Linked DNA regions of Macaca mulatta: region 2 is linked to region 1. The links are chromatin contacts, called in public Hi-C maps. All regions are on one chromosome and are shown on one strand. Each heading gives the region's core, a stretch centred on a gene start, on an enhancer-like site or on the middle of the called end of the contact. The rest is flanking DNA. Distances are from core to core; before and after follow the strand shown. Region 1 holds the start of JAK2 (Janus kinase 2). Region 2 holds the start of CDC37L1 (cell division cycle 37 like 1, HSP90 cochaperone).

Region 1 (5,564 bases), core at 1,696-4,195:
GAGGCTTAGAAAATCTAAATAAACTTTCCTGGCAAAAGCTGTGATTGAAAGAAACCTGGGTGGTCTGGACTCTAAAGCGTAAGTTCGTAAACTCTTGGCCATGGATTTTCAACTGTGGCTTTATGTCAAACCACCTAAAAATGTTAAAAAGATATAGAAGCCAATGTGCCATCTCACACTTACTGAGGCAGTCTCGTTGTGGTTGGGGGCGGGTTTGGGCATAGCAGTCAAGAATCACCGCTGCCATGCTGGCCAACACTGGAAAGACAAAAGCTCAAGACACTACACACAGCCCCATAGTCAACAGCTAGCTGTTAATTTTTCCCATTGGATCTTGCCACAAAGTTTTGAATCTAAATGTGTTACCTTACAGCTCATATTTCTTGTTTCTTCATATTGTGTGAATGTTCTGAAAGACTTGGTCAAATTCCTTGGAATTCTTTCCATCATTATCAAAGAATAGGGGAAATTTCCTGAAATGTTTGCCTTGAGGAGCAAATTTCTAGTGATGCCACTACCAGGAATCACATAAAGAGCTCAAAAGTTCTGTTAATACCCAGAGTGAAAAAAGCTCAACATTCCAGGGTAGCATTGACTTAAAATCATGTCTTAGTGATGAGGGAGGCTTTCACTTTCTGAATGACAGAAGGCAAGTTGCTTCATCTTTCTCTGTGGGTAGACAGAAGATTTCTCAATTCTATAGGCTTATGAATAATATACCCCTTGTCCACCTTGTCTTCCATACCCACATCTGTAATATTAAGAAAATACTCTGCTCCCCCACAAAAATATCCTCAATATTCACCAATTCTAAATGGCTTCTCCCTGCAAACAGGCTGTGGATAGTAACAGATACCATGCCTAGTTACATAAGCATATCACTGCAAAATATAGAAACATCACTTATAATGGAAATAATACTGTTTCAGAGTTCTAAAACAAGCATTTTTTTCCCCTCACAAAAGATCACATTTCCATTTCTACAGTTCTGATGCTTTTCATTTAACCATGACATTAAGGTCATCTTCAGCTCTCCTTCTTTGTGTGGGTCTGTGTTCTAGCTTTTACCCCAGTAACAGTTTTTGTTTGCAGGAAAATAAAAAGAACTCTTTTGGTAGTCTTTGTTTGTAATTGCAGCCTTGATATTCTAAGCCACTGAGTCACAATTAATAATTAGAAATTCTAATTAACTTTGCCCATATATTGCCTATGAAGCAGTTGCCGTAGGAATGCAATTTTCCTGTAAATCCCTCCCTCTTACACAGCTCTAGTTCATTATTTACTTTAAAAGAGTCAGGGTGAATTCAAGTCATTTCCTATGCTGCTATCATTTGCTTAAAGACCTTTTGCAATGGGTCTTATGTAAGAAGAAATGCAGGAGTTGCTTTGGTGAGGTTTAAAGAAACCAGTAAGTACAAGACAGACCTGAATAGCAGCATCACTTGTGTATGGGGAAACAGGAGCTATGAATGCGTCACTTCATTTAGGTTGACAGAAAGAGGGCTAATACTTGAAAAAAGCCCTACACGATCTGTTGCCAGGCTACTTCTTTGGCCTCACTTCTTACCACTGCCCCCTCCTTCAGTGTCCTCCAGCCACAGTGATCTCTTTCCTGATCCTTGAACCTGCCAAACACATTCCCTTCTCAAGGTCTTTGCTTTCAGGAGTCCCTCTGCCTGAAATTGTTTTCCCAGATAGTCATGGGACTGGTTCATTCTCATCCTTTAGATCTCTGCTCAAATGTCATTTATTCTAGGAAATCATTCCTGGCCACCATGAAACAGCACAGCCCCGCTTCACTTTCTACTCCTTTTCTTTGTTATTATGTATATGGCAGCAGAAAATTACGCATTTTCTTAGTGGCAATTACACACACCCCGCACATTATGCATTTAAAGCGTTGTTTGTTATTTTGTCGCTTCCATCAGAATACAATCCAGTAGGGCAAGGAGTGTGTGGGGTAGTGTTCACTTAGTATCTTTGGGGACTTACAGCCTGGCACCTAGTAGACACTCGGTAAATATCTGAATAAATGAATAAGGTCCTTTGGCAGCCGGGAAGCCCGTCACAGCCATTGTCTCCACCCTCTCCTGGGCTACACCAGGCTACGCCGGTAAAGTTATTTCTCCTCTAGCAGAAACATTCGCTAGGCCTTGTCGCCAACCCGCAGACAGCTGGGCACTTCATCCCACCTTCACCCCTTTCCAGCCAGGTGCCTGATCGGAGTCAGGCGCTGGAGGTCGCATTGCCACGAAACAGCGCGTGTAAGCTTGTTGTCCCCGGCCCCCGGCGCCACTTCCCCTCCGCCTAGCAGCCTGGACTGGGGAAGTACAGGTCTGCTGTACCCGGGAAGTGGAAGGAAAAGCAGAAAGCGGACAAGTGTGCGGGAGGGGAGTCTCCGTGCGGAGGCAGCCCGGCCTCCTCCGGTGCGGGCTGTGTTCTGGAGGGGCGGGCGCCAGTCAGGCTGACTCACTCCCGGCCGCTTCCCTGGCGGGCGGCGGCCACACACACACACCCGCCCATCTAGCGAAGCCCGGGCCCAGCGCTGGCACCTAGCTCCAGCCAGGCACCAGTGTTTTGCGAGGCGGCGCCGCCGCCCTAACTTCGTTGCGCGCTCACGCCCAGGGGCAGTCCCAGGAATCTCCACGCGCGCCCGCCGGCTTCCCGAGAAGCCGCCGCCCTGCGTGGCCCGCGCCCGCAGGTCCCGCGGCCAGCACCGAGGGGCGCACGCGCACTGCGGAACACGCGTCCGGCTCTCCCCCAGCGTCTATCCGGCCCAGTCTCCTGCCAGTCGGGGAGACTGCAGGCCAACCTGGAGGCTGAGTTCGAAGCTAATAGGGCGACCAAGTCAGTGTCGCCCGCGGCGTTGAGAAGACGGTGTGGCCCAGGAGAGGGTGGAGACAACTGTGACGGGCTTCCCGGCTGCCCGAAGTGGGAGTGGTGTGGGGCTGCAAGAAGGAGAGAGGAAGAGGAGCAGAAGAGGGCACCAGCGGACGCCTCTAACGGCCTCCCTCGGCGCTGACAGGCTGGGCCGGCTCTCGGCTCGCTCGGGTGTTCTCGTCGTCACTTCGGCCTCTCGGCCACTCGGGCCCCTCGGCCCGGGCTTGCGGCGCGCGTCGGGGCTGAGGGCTGCCGCGGCTCAGGGAGAGGCCTGGTCCTCGCCGCGGAGGGATGTGAGTGGGAGCTGAGCCCACCCTGGAGGGCCCCCGAGGGCTCAGCCTGGAGGTCGCTCAGAGCCGTGCCCGCCTCGGGGCTTCGCAGACCTTGGCCCGCCGGGTAGGAGCCGCCCCTGCGGGCTCAAGGGCGCACTCTGGTCGCCCCATCTGTGTAACCGGTGGGTGTTATCTCTGCCTGGCTTCTGGGTGGGGGGCAGCAGTTGTCTCTCCACCCCCTTCTTACCTTCTGATCCCGCCTCCCCCCTGCTAGTGGCAGCAAACTTCTGAGCCAGAAAAATCTTCCTCTTTAAGACGACACCTAGAACGAGTCTTGCTAGTGATATTTGCTTCCATTTGTGTCTTATAATTCCCGCACCCCCCACCTCCTTATTCCTTTTTAAAATTTTCTAGACACTTAAACAGCCTAGAGAAAGCATCTGTTTCTCCTGGACTTATGTGGTAGTAGTAACTGCTGCTTTTTTGTTTTTTTTTTTAGGTTTCAGAAGAAGGCAACAGGAACAAGATGTGAGCTGTTTCTCTTCTGCAGAAAAAGAGGTTCTTCCTCCTCCTCCCGCGACGGTGGGTGTGCTGTCTTCTATCGCTGCAGTAAAGGCGAAGAAGGTGTCGCGAGCTGGGAGTGCGTGCGTAGGAAGGCTGGAAGCGTGTGAAGACAGGCAGGGCTCATTTTTGCTTACTCTGAAAATGTCAGTGCTAAACTTTTAATGTTGATATGCGAGAGTAATTTTGGGGTGTTTTGTTCGTCTTGGATCCTTTAAGAAACATTTTTTTTGTTGGCTTTACACATAACGTGACTTTGCAGAGAAATGTAAAACGTTGTCCATTACCCTTTCTTCTTAGACAGCCAGAGGTTCTTAATCCTTCAAAGAGGAATATTTCCAACCAATAAGAGATAGCTTTTGTGAGAACACGTTAGCTATTCTTGCTGGGGTTTCTGCTACCACACTGAATGCTTCGTGATGGTTTTATCTGCCTAAGCTTGTTGTGTCGGTTGAATTTACCCAGTTTGTTTTCCGGTAAATACTAATCTGTCAGGAGAAACTCCATTTCTCTGAATGAAAGGATAGTAGCGGCTTAGTATGGAGAAGGAAACTAGAAGTGGGAATAAGGGAGATGATTACTCTTGGTTTCATAATAAGTTTTTACAGTGAGTTGGGCTACTGCAAATAAATATTTTGTATCCCTTCTCCAGAATGCTTGGGACCAGAAGTGTTTTGGATTTTTTTTTTTTTTAATTTTGGAATGTTTGCATATACAAAATGAGCTATGTCAAGGATGGGACCCAACTGTAAATACGAAATTCATGTTTCATATACACCTTATTCACACAGCCACTAAGTCATTTGCAATATTTTTACATCTGTGCATGAAACAAAGTTTGTATTAAGTACTTATGCAGGGAATTTTCCCCTTGTGGCATCATGTTGGTGCTCAAAATGTTTCAGATTTTGGAGCTTTTCAGATTAGGGATGTTCAACCTGTATTTTGATATAACACCCAGAACATTTGAAGATGAATAATCAATTTTTGGCCTCCCTTCCCCCATCCGCCTCACCGCATACCACTTTAAGTGTGAGAATTATTTGCTTGTACATGCATTTGTCTGTTGGTGTGTAATGTATGTACAGATTGGATGTATCCGGCACTTGCCTTAATAGTACATATATTTACCTGAATAGGAAAACTGCAGTACTTGCTGGCTAGAAGAGCACACCATGCTTGTTTTTGTTCTGACTGAATATCCTGTATTTGCAATTTATAGCATGTTTTAGGGACTCATTAGGGTTTTTTGTGTGTGTGTGCCTTTGGTGATTTGAGACAGGTGTCTCAGATACGGGAAAAGAATATGACATTGTTTCTTTGCTTCACCTGGCTATTGCTGAAAGGTGGGATGCTTTTGAGGCAGAATAGAAAAGTGCATTGGCTTTGGAGTGAGATCTGGATTTGAATCCTGGTGTTCTTGCCACTTAAGAGTTGTATTATTTGCGGCCGGGCATGGTGGCTCACGCCTGTAATCCCAGCACTTTGGGAGGCTGAGGAAGGAGGATCACTTGAGGTCGGGAGCTCGAGACCAGCCTGGCCAACATGGTGAAAGCCCATCTCTACTAAAAATACAAAAATTAGCCAGGCGTGATGGTGCACACCTGTAATCCCAGCTGCTCGGGGGGCTGAGACAGGAGAATTGCTTGAACCTGAGAGTTGGTGGTTGCAGTGAGCCGAGATGGCACCACTGCACTCCAGCCTGGGCAACAGAGTGAGACTCTGTCTAAAAGAAAAAGAAAGAAAGAAAAAAAGAGTTGTATTACTCTTTTAGCTGCACTTTCTTATCAGATTGTTGTGAGAACTGGGTAAGACACATGCCAAGTGGTAAATTGCTTGGCTCTCATAAAA
Region 2 (5,564 bases), core at 858-3,357, 300 kb before region 1:
ATCATAGTGTTCTGGCCTAGGGAGTACGCAGTAAAGCAGGAGAGAACATAAATTCAAGACGTATTTGGGGGTAAAAACAGCAGGACTTGCTGTTGGTGTGAGACGTAAAGGAGAGGGAGGAACTAAGGCTGAACTCTAGGTTTTGGACTGGATGGTGATGCCATTGATTGACACAGAAAAGACAGAAGTTTGGGGAAGGGAGTGAGATCAAGGGTTTGGATGTGTTAAATTTAAGATGTGTATGAACCATTCAAAAAGAGATGACAAATCAGCGGGTAGACATGAGTCTGGAGCACAGGGGTAAGGTCAGGACTTGGATTTCAATTTGAGAATTATAGATACACAGATGTTATGTAAAGCCACAGAATTCTCCTCACTGGCCAAAATATGAGGAACTCTAAAGTTAGAGGTCAGCTAGAAGGGAAGAAGACTGAGGAGAAGTAGTAAAAGAGGTAGGAGAAAAACCAACAGCATTAGCGTTTATACAGGGCTTACTTTATGCCAGGCATATTCAAAGCACTTGGTGGCTTCATGGAAGCAAAGAGAAAAATGTTTTTCTTTTATTCTTCCCTTTCCAGTCTCTCCTGTTACTTTCACCCCTAAATTCAAAAGGTTTAGGTGCAAAAGTGATTCTCAGCTTTTATTTGTAATTAATTTTATAGTAATCTTGTACTGTTATAATTACTAATGTACATTCATTGGAAAAATTTCAAACAGCACAGTACAGGGAAGCTAAATGTGGAAAGTAAAGGTCCTCAGCAGCTTTTCTTCCTAGGCTCACCCACCCGAGGTAATCATTAACAGTTTCTTGTATATCCTCCAGGAATGTTCTGCACACACCCCCACATGCACGCAAATACCATCTCTCTCTCTTGCCCTCTCTCTGTATACGTACACATATGTTTAATTCTGCAAGTTGCTTTAAAACTCAATACCTTTTGGAGGTATTTATGTATCAGCATATTTAGATACAATTTACTTTTTTAAAAACGGGTAATATCCCATTGTATTAATATTCCGTAATTTAAGTTCCTCTATAGATGGACAATCAGAATACTTTTTTTTTTTCTTGCCACACACACACAAAAATTGCTGCCAAAAATCTTTGTAGATAAATCCTTGGATATTGGCGCAAAAATAATTGTTGCATACTTCCTTAGTGGTGAAATTGCTGAATCAATCCGCTCAAGCCTCTCATATTGTCAAATTACTCCTCCTAAAAGGTTACACTAATGACATTCTTACATCATTTGCTTACGTCTTGGTACACATTTGGTATTAAGCGACTTCATAAGTTTGCCAATCTAAATACATGGAAAAAAATGGCGTCATGTTGTTTTTATTTGGGTCTCTTTATGAGTAGGGCAGCAAGACCTGATTGTTAAACGTGCAAGTTCTGAAGTTAAACTCCCTGGGGCTGGATGCTACCTCTTCCTTGTAAAATGTGTGGTCTCAGGCTTGTTAGGTCTATTGCCTCGTCTCCAAAAAAGGGGATAAAGAGGGCACACATCTTTAGGCTTAAACAAGATACGTAGGAATACAGGAAGCCCTTCTTATACGTTCGCTACTAGCGGTACTGATCCTAATTTTTTTGAAGCCGTGCTCGCTCTGGTACTTTATTTTTGGTGTACTCCTCCAACCAACCAACCACAGAATTCTGTTGTTGCCTGTAATTAGAAATGAGAGGAAAACTGGCTCCGCTTGCTCAAAATTCTCCTCCCTCCGCCCCAACTCTGCCTTAGAATCACTGGTTTAAATGTCAACGTAAAGGAACGAGTTGCAATTTCCAAGGAACATGCAAAGTGGACACCTGGGCTGCGTACCTCCAGGCGGCCAGGACCCGCCGTTTTCGGTATAGGGAACACCAGATAGCAATACCTAACGCTACCTAACAAACATTTCTCCACCCACAGCGCCATTAGCCGTTAAGTTTGCAGTGCCGAAAAGCTCAAAGAGAATGGTGCTTAAAACAGGAATACAATTGTAGATCCACCCCCTACACGCAAAGAGCCCGGGACGCGCCTTCACAGCCCCGCCCCAACCGGAAGTGACGCACCGTGCCGACTATTTCTTCCGCCGTCCGCCGGTGGCGAGGCCCAGGCTATCGCGGGGTGTGCAGCGGCATCGCGGCCAGTAGAGGGATTCTGGGTAACGGCCCTGGCCCCCGGCTGGGCTTCTGGCTCGGCGCAGCAGGTTCCACTCACGCCAAGTCTGTTGGCAGTGGCAGTTGTAGGGCCGGGGGCGGTTGTAGGACCCGGAGCAGCCGGACATGGAGCAACCGTGGCCGCCTCCGGGACCCTGGAGCCTCCCTCGGGCCGAGGGTGAGGCTGAGGAAGAGAGTGACTTGGACGTGTTCCCCAGTTCTCCCCGCTGCCCGCAGCTGCCGGGCGGCGGCGCCCAGGTGAGAGGGGGCCTGCGTTCTGCCGAGGGATGGAGTGGTGCTGTCCCCAAACCCCTGGAATGCCGCGTCTCCCAGACCCTCTTCTAAGCCTTTTTCTGCGCCCACCTCACTGCCGGGGCCCGGGGATCTGATGCCTGATACCATCCCACCCCTTTTATAGCATTTTCGGATGGAGACGGGGTGGCCATGTATTACCAACCTCCACCTCCACGCACACCTTTTCTTTCACCTTGGCTGATTGCTGTTCACCCTTGGAAGACGTTCCTCCATCTCCCCTTCCTGACAGCACCCAGATTTGGGGCGGCTCATGGTGTAACATTGACCCTTTGTCCTCTTGTGAGAGGTTTTCCCGGAGCACTTTATTCTGTTAAAGGCTCTAGCATACTTGTGCACAGTTGATAGGAACAGTGAATGATTGTAGTTCAACGTCACACCGAGTCCTCACAAAGATTTCACATGCGATTTCAACCCATGTTGACAACTGAGTAAATTCTTCAAACCTCGCTTTTGACGCTGGCGTACACCTCTCCCATTCGCGTGACCATCTTTGCCTTACTGTTTAGTTTTGCTTCACGTCATTCTCCAGTGAAAATATATACGCATATACTTGCCTTTTCCTTCAGACTTCTCTTAGGTTCCTGGTATTTACTTGTGTTTTCAATCCAGCTTTCCTGCCTTCCTGCCATTGAAACGTATCCAAATGTGATATACTACTAAGGATTTTTCAGGGACCTATCTTAGGGGATACTTACATACTCGCATCACCTTTTCCTGTTTTTTTTCTCCTCCGAATCCCTGTGTGTTTTGGAAGTATATTTCAGGATCACAGTCTAAACACTAATATATTCAATGGATCATAGGTGTCTGTCGCCTCCTTGCAAAATGGGGTTCCCAAGAGTGTAACAGATTTAATAGTAGTTTTCCTCTCAACTTATTTTGCTAGATGTTAATGAGGATGAGTTAAATTGTTTGCCAGTAAGCGTGAGATTATCAGTCTTATGCCCAGCTAACAGAGTTAGTTGGCTTCACACAGAGAAAAATGCTGTTTCATAACCACTGTCTGTACTTTGGCCAGCTAGTCACTGGGGAACTATAAGACATTTTTTAGGAGGATAGAATGAGAGTTGATGGGTCCATCATTAGTCACCCACTAATTTTGGATCACCAGTGTCATCTTTATATACAAAATGTATTATAAGCATATGATGTGTTAGGGAGGAAAAAAAGAGTGAACAGCAGGTGCCATTGTCAATTTGGAAGGCATATGAAGAGGAAAAAGGGTGTCAAGAATTACAGTGCATTGTGGTTGAATTACAGAAGTAATCTAGAGAAATATCTGTATGTTAATTTCTTACTTGTGCACTTATAAATTTGTTTAACTGAAAGATTTTTAGAAGTGAGTAAGCTTATCTCTCTCATTAAAAGTGATTTCCCTGAGACCGTGTAACTAGTTAGTGGCCAGGTTAAAACTAGAACCCACTTATGACTCCTAGTCCAGTATATTTTCCCACCTACTGCACTGCCCACCCTGTGAAGTACTGTAAAACTTTGTCTGAAACTACCTTTAAATGGTATTAAAATTTGCAAAGTGGGTCGGGTGCAGTGGCTTACGCCTATAATCCCACGCTTTGGGAGGCTGAGGCAGGTGGATCACCTGAAGTCGGGAATTCGAGACCAGCCTGAACAACATGGAGAAACCCCGTCTCCACTAAAAATACAAAATTAACCGGGCGTGGTGGTGCATACAGAATCAGCTGGGTGTGGTGGTGGGTGTGTGTGATCCTGGCTACTCAGGAGGCTGAGGCAGGAGAATTGTTGGAGGCAGAGATTGCCGTGGCCTAGATCACACCATTGCACTCCAGCCTGGGCAACAAGAGCGAAACTCTTGTCTCAAAAAAAAAAAAAAAAAATTTGCAACGTGATTATTAATTCTAAGTTCATGTGTTTATTACAGACCTACTTATTGGTTTTGCTGGCTTTAAGACTTAAATTTTTGGATTGGAATGTTTGGAAAAAAATAAAATGTTTAATTAACATTTTATAATCCTAAAAAACAGCTTTGGCTTAATTTTATCAAATAAGGGGGATCTAGATTTCTTAATGTATTATGTGATATGTAATTCTTAGATCCAATTAATGTAAAGGCAGATCATGTTTAATGTCTTTCTAAAACTTCTGTATGGTCATGGATTAGAATGTGACCTAATATTTTATTTAATCATCTGAATACATGTTGGATAGTTTGCCAAATGACCAAATGTTGTCTGGGTAGTTTGTGGAGAATTAAAACATAAATTATTTTTAGAATTGTTTGATTTGAGAAAAGAATATTTACTCCCAAATAATTTGAAAATGCAAGATAATTTCTGTTTATCCATATAACCATATTACTTTTCTTGATATATTGTCTTCTTTTTCCTTTTTTTTTTTTTTTTTGAGACGGTGTTTTGCGGTGTTGCCCAGGCTGGAGTGCAATGGCACAATATTGGCTTACCGCAACCTCTGCCTCCCAGGCTCAAGTGATTTTCCTGCTACAGCCTCCTGAGTAGTTGGGATTACAGGTGCCCACCACCGTGCCCAGCTAATTTTTTTTTTTCTTTTTTGAGATGGAGTCTCACTGTATCACCCAGGCTGGAGTGCAGTGGCGCAGTCTCGGCTCACTGCAACCTCTGCCTCCCGGGTTCACACCATTCTCCTGCCTTAGCCTCCCAAGTAGCTGGGACTACAGACGCCCGCCACCATGCCCGGCTAATTTTATTGTATTTTTAGTAGAGACAGGGTTTCACCATGTTAGCCAAAATGGTCTCGATCTCCTTTTCGTGATCCACCTGCCTCGGCCTCCCGAAGTGCTGGGATTATAGGTGTGAGCCACCGCTCCTGGCCATGCCCAGCTAATTTTAAAAATATTTTTAGTAGAGAAGGGGTTTTGCCATGTTGGCCAGGCTGGTTTCGAACTCCTGACCTCAGGTAATCTGCCCACCTTGGCCTCCCAAAGTGCTGGGATTACAGGCGTGAGCCACCGAACCCAGCCAAAAGAAGTTTTGTATACAAAATTTCTTATATCTTTTCTTACAAAATAAGTTTTATAGCTTAATTTTTCTCCTTTTCCTGGCCCTGTTTTAAGCATAGCTACTCTACAGTTATTCTTGATCCTATTCTAAGA

Evidence for each region. A called contact is a pair of places that touch in the nucleus more often than the background predicts.
Region 2: a contact with region 1 is called in a Hi-C map of fetal cortex germinal zone, with 2.8 times the contacts expected there. The contact joins the promoter of CDC37L1 here to the promoter of JAK2 in region 1. A contact is called at or near these places in 3 of 14 Hi-C or Micro-C datasets (CD4 T cells, fetal cortex germinal zone and liver).

Annotation. Positions count from the first base shown.
Region 1 is chr15:94,436,185-94,441,748 of T2T-MMU8v2.0, reverse strand. It overlaps JAK2 (Janus kinase 2), which reads left to right and starts at 2,945. Exons shown (of 25, transcript NM_001265901.2): 1 at 2,945-3,334; 2 at 3,652-3,734.
Region 2 is chr15:94,734,192-94,739,755 of T2T-MMU8v2.0, reverse strand. CDC37L1 (cell division cycle 37 like 1, HSP90 cochaperone) reads left to right here and starts at 2,107. Exons shown (of 7, transcript NM_001257827.1): 1 at 2,107-2,401. The coding sequence starts at 2,270. LOC144334706 (a long non-coding RNA gene) reads right to left here and starts at 2,026. Exons shown (of 2, transcript XR_013404856.1): 1 at 1,824-2,026.